Regions from separate parts of the Danio rerio genome. Here region 2 is linked to region 1. The links are chromatin contacts, called in public Micro-C maps. All regions are on one chromosome and are shown on one strand. The core of a region is the stretch at or near the end of the contact, and the rest is flanking DNA. Distances in the headings are between cores, read along the strand shown. Region 1 holds the start of hdlbpa (high density lipoprotein binding protein a). Region 2 holds the start of atg4b (autophagy related 4B, cysteine peptidase).

The links. A called contact is a pair of places that touch in the nucleus more often than the background predicts.
Region 2: a Micro-C map of caudal fin shows a contact between it and region 1, with 2.8 times the contacts expected there. The contact joins the promoter of atg4b here to the promoter of hdlbpa in region 1. A contact is called at or near these places in 3 of 18 Hi-C or Micro-C datasets (caudal fin, hematopoietic stem cells and an unstated tissue).

What each region holds. Positions count from the first base shown.
Region 1 is chr6:29,390,678-29,393,532 of GRCz12tu, forward strand. hdlbpa (high density lipoprotein binding protein a) reads right to left here and starts at 1,555. Exons shown (of 28, transcript NM_201474.1): 1 at 1,494-1,555; 2 at 264-335.
Region 2 is chr6:29,585,923-29,588,816 of GRCz12tu, forward strand. atg4b (autophagy related 4B, cysteine peptidase) reads left to right here and starts at 1,645. Exons shown (of 13, transcript NM_001089352.1): 1 at 1,645-1,668. The coding sequence starts at 1,659.

The DNA of each region.
Region 1 (2,855 bases), core at 305-2,804:
GCAGATCAAAAGCACTCCACTGGAGGTCGTTCATGACAAACCCAACAGAAAAAATCTTTCAGATGCTCAAATGACTAGTTTTATATAACACATTAAATCATATGATCACTCATAAGATGTGAATTGAACATAATGACCAAGGCGAACAACTTGTGACCCATGGCTACAAACACAAGACAAACAAGGATCTTGTGGTTCTAAGCAAACATTGGGCCTTGTCAGCAAATTAATCTAGAAGAAACAAAGGCGGTGGTCAATCTTACCAGCTAAATGGTCAGTTACCAGATAATCCGTCCTGTAAAGCTGCCCGTTCGTGTCAGCCTGCCAGCTTTTGCCTAAAAACAAAACAGTAAATAAGAGAAGAAAAACACACTGTCACAGATGATGCAAAACCACTTTAGTTTGACAGAGTTACGTGGCAAGAGTTGCTTGAATGTCCTATGACAGTGCGTGATTTATTTAAATACACGCAAATGGCAATTAACTCACGTTGGAAATAGGAACTAACGTCAAATACCAATTTAGCCAGTTAACGTTACATGGTTAACCTTATCAAATATTAAATCACAAACGTCCTTAAAAAGATCTAACGTATACAGTAGACGATAAATCTGTATAAATGCTTTAAAATAGGCACAATTAAACAAATACTCATGTCTTTAAGTGTTGAAATGGCCCTCCTGCGTTTTGCTAACGTGGCCATTCCGGTGTATGTCACATTTAAATATGGCGGATTAACATTTTCTCTCGGAATAACACACACATGGAACCCGGGAATAAAGTCAGCATATAGTAGATCAAATAAATGATTTGCGATTAAGAATAAAAACGAGTCTGGTACGTAAAATAATCTGTATACATGCGCGCTACGTCAACTCATGACACGCCATGCTAACGGCTAACGGGCTAGGAAAGACGGGTTTCTCTGTTAACACTTAAAGGCACAAGAATTCGAATTCAAAACATATTAAACACGTGATAGGTTATCAAGGGTGCAGTTAATCGAATTAACAATGTGTGCGATAAAAACATACGTCAGTTTTCTGGTTTTGCGGAGATGAAAAACTTGTCCTGGCTAGACACCAACTCCAATAAACTTTGAGCTGCGCGTGCGCGATAGTGACACGTACACCAGCTAGCGCGAGCGCTAACACACTCTGGATTAGGTAAAACTTTACTCTTATTTATCCTTTATCAACAAAACGTTTCGAGAATGACAACGCCCGAGAAGTGTACACTAAAAGCAGGTTCTTTTCTGATGGCCAAATGTGAATGTTTACAAAAGATCAGCATCAGAGACTGTCCACACCAAGTCCACGTAGGCATTAGACTAGAGCAAAGGGTGAAACAGTGAGGAGAAATTGACATGGAGGCGAGCCAGACCACATTTTTCACGACAGATCATTCAGGTCGACGTGCGTAAATCAGAAGTCAAGAATAGAGACTTGCAAACATATAATGCAGGCTGATTTGCGAAATGAAGCGTGACTTACTTGTGTTTGTGTTCCCGTCTGCCCTGTATGGTGCAGAAGCTTGTAGTGAAACTCCACTGGCGAAAGGGAGGAGCAGCAGCCTTTGAGATATATAGCTCAAGCCTCCTCCAATCACATTCCCTCACGTCATATTCCCAGTACAGATCATGCATTGCTCTCAGGATCAGAAATGTAGTGGTTGGGATTTTGATTCATTGTTTCTACAGGTTACATCAGCAGTAGGTAGCGATAAGTTAGTGTATTATGAATCAGTCAGTAATTCATTCGTCAAAAAAAATAGATTTTTTTGTCAAGACAACCCATACTGACCTTTAATAAAATAAAAAAAATCACATGTACTACGTTACAACACATTGTAGGGTAAATGAAACAAACTAGTGGGGGGTTGACTTTTCGCCCATTTTACTCTAATCTTTTGAATCTGTTCACCAAAGATTCAGATTCTGCATGTTACATCATCAGCTGTATATGGTTAATAAAGATTGTATTTTGTGTGTTATGAATCAGCCAATGGTTCAGGTTAGTTCATCAAAAATGAAAATTAGCTCATGAATTACGACATACTCTAGGTACAGTTTTCTTAAATGCTTTTAGTTATGTCGTTTTTTATTATATTTAGTCATTTTGTATGCAGTGACACGCAGTTAAATGTTTTGCTGAACAGATCCACTACTTCTGACACTCGTAAATGTTCTTGAAAGTCATCATGCTGCAGCTAGGTATTAGGAGGTTTGCTGAAGGTGCAGCTGACGTGCAGTGAGGTGTTTGCGTCTCTAGGAAACAATTCAGGGTCATTGAAAATAAAAAATATTAATAAATAACGTTGCATCTTCAGTTTCAGCCACTGATGCACTTTGCACTCACACTACAAGTGTACCACACCAAAGCCCATCCGAACCACGCTGTGGCACACCTCTCCAACAGCGCCTGGGCCTGATTTGGAGCGCTCACACTTGTCAAACGAACCTGGAAAAGCACTTGTGCACAGTTTGGATAGCATAGTGTGAGTAGTCACCCTCTATAGGTATCTCTGTGTATATGACTTTTCTTCTTTCAGTCAAATAAAATCATACCCTTTTTCTACCAAGTCAATTTGAAGGCTCATTTGGAGCTAGAGCCTATAGGAACATTATTTAAATCCAATTCACCTTTATTTATATAGTGCTTTTACAATGTAGATTGTGTCAAAGCAGCTTCACATATGAGATCATAGTAAATTGGAACAGCGTAGTTCAGTATTTAGTGTTTAAGTTCAGTTTAGCTCAGTTCAGTGTGGTTTTATAATCACTATAGAGGGCCTAAACACTGAAGAGCAAATCCATCGATGTGTAGCTCTACTGAACCCAAACCATGCAAGTTAGC
Region 2 (2,894 bases), core at 395-2,894, 200 kb after region 1:
TTAAATTACTATACTAGTCTATAGTGTGTACAGTATATTTTGGAAGTTTTAAATACATTTGTGAATTAAAGTTAAACATTTTAGTATATTTACTTCCTCCCAAAAAAATAGCATATTTAGTAGCCGTGTTCACTGAAATTAATCTTAGCGCAAATATTTTACAAGGTTTGTTCCAACCTGAAATCTTACGCAATCATATCAATTGTGGCAACACAGCGACACCTAGTGGTTTCAGATGTATTTTCTGTCGCCTAACTAGAGATTTACTCAGCATTTACTCTATCAAGTGATTTCAAACATTTGTGAGTTTCTTTCTCCTGTTAAACACAAAAGAGGCTGTTTTGAAGAAAACCAGACACCATCATTGGTTTCCATTGTAGGAAAAAAAACAAATATGAAGGTCAATGGTTGGTTTCCAGCATTTTTCAAAATAGCTTTTTTGTGTTGAAAAGAATAAAGAAACTCATAAAGTTTTGAATCAAGAAAACAATGACAGAATTTAATTTTTTGGTTGATCCCTTAAAATTAGGCCTATATGCTGTAAAACAATTCATCATTTAACGGGCTACGAAACATGCTGCTGACACAAGTAAATGGGAAACAATTATAAAGTTTATATTGTTCTTAACTTACAGAAATGGCTACTAAATCTTAAAATTAATGTATTAGACCTTTCAATAAAGCTGTTGAACCTTCCAACCTCATTCTCCTATTTAACAAGATTATGACTTGGTAGGCCCTACTGTACCAAATCAACAACATTAAACGGTGAATTTGCTTTCTTTTCTGTTTAATACTGTCTAATCATACGACTGAGACAAAATGTAGATGGGATACTCTCATCCGGAGAGACCCACAAAATGCAAACGACATCTAGTTTTTTTATGTAAAGACCTCATTTATAGTGTGAAAAAGACAAGTGTTTATATGAGTTACATTAGATAAATTATGGAACATTACTGTGAAAAAAAATTGGTTTAAATCGAGTTAGTTTTCTTTACATTTTAAAATTGTTCATTTTAATCTGTTTTATACAAATGTGTTTTGATATTTTACTTCTAATTTAATCATGTTGGTATTACTTTACAATATCGTATTTATTTGTTACATTTAAGTTTGTTATGTTCATTTATGTTTTTGCTAACTTACACATTTGTTTGAACGCTTTTCTACACTTTTTTATTCAAACATTTCCAGCTGCCACCAGAAGCCATAGACAACTCATATAGTTTTCTAGTCATCTGTCATTTTTGCACAAATGTTTGCACATTTAAATTGAGTGATCACGTTACTGATTAAAACTCTTCACCGACCTAAGTGTTTAAAATAGACTGAATTTAAAGTAGAAAGTGTTTTATTTCATTTAATGTTTTTGCCTTATAAAAACACGTTAGACTTCTAATAGGAAAACACTCAACAATTTTGCTGATTTATAATGTTGCATTCCAAAACTATGGGATTGCCTAACTACTTTAGCTTGTTGTTTACATCCGCTTTTCAGACGGAACACACCAATCCCCGCCTTGTCCAGTCCAAAAAGGTGTTTTAATTGGTTATCATTAAAATGACGCTTCGTGATCAAGGCGGAAGCGAGTTGCTATTGGCCAGTGCGGCTTAAGGGACACACAACAAACAAGATAGGCTGAATCACTGTCGGGATGGATGCAGGTAAGAAACCCGCAAGAAAACATTTCTTTACATTTCGCTCATTTGTCTAGATGTCATGAAACTGTTAAAAAGGAAAATTCTTCTTTCCACAACAAAGTACGCGCCTGTTTTTGGAGTAGCGGCCTCTACGTTTTGGAATTTTGCCGTTAAATATGGTACATAGATGTCCCAACTGCTGCCAACTGGACAGTATAAGAGATCAGTCTGGTGTCAGATGAGGGATGGACACAGTTTTGTCTTCTAGGTGTCATTGCACCAAAATGGCACGACCACCCGTGGAAACTGTTAGGCTGTTTGGGTTGTGTTTTAGAGTCTAGTCAACTGCCTACATAGACAGCATTTTAGACATGATAGGAGTGTTCCACTGCACGTATGTGTCTGTTGAGCGGTAAATGCCTCAGGGAGCTTGTACAGATCTTCTGTTATCACATTTCTGCATTCTTTCATAAAATATTTGTCAATAACATGTAAAATAGTGACTTTTTAACCGCTTCGTGCTTGACATCCTTTTAAAAAGAACAAAGCAGTTTTCAATTTTATAAAGTGAAACGTAAAATATCCTCCATGTTAACTTGGAGCACTATAAAGGCTGTGAAGTTGTTGAGAAAAAAGCAGGTAACATTTTACAATTATTTTAGCATCAACCCTAAAAAAGGCTAAGTGTAGAAAAATGTAATATTATTTAATTTATAGTATTGTTTATTTTCCAATTCACATATTTTATGATCCCTTAAAACCAACTTATAGATACCAAATGAAATAAATGCTTAATTAGTTGTGTTATTTCTTTAAACATTTTTGTGTTCATTGAATTGTCTGAAAACTCTTAAATAGTTAAAAACGAACATTTCTTAGAAATTATTAATAATTACTGCTTCACAATGTAAACCCTGCTAAAAAAGTTGTTTTTTCAGTACTTTTTTAGTCAAAATTTGAACTCATCTTTACAAACTACATTTGATTTTTAGTGTAAACTCAAAAAGTGTGAATGGATAAGGGGTTAAATATAGTATGAATGTGTGTGGTTGAAATGCTATCTGTTTTTACAGTCATGATGGGACATGCAGTTTCAGTTGTGTTGCTTTATTTCCATTCACGAATCATTTTCTGTTGCTTCACCTTCTATTTTATCAATTTAATAGGGACTGTAGACAAGTAGGCTCATTCAGATTTAGAGATCGCCTTTGCTTTTACTTACTTGATTTTGTTTGTTACTTGTTGAGCCA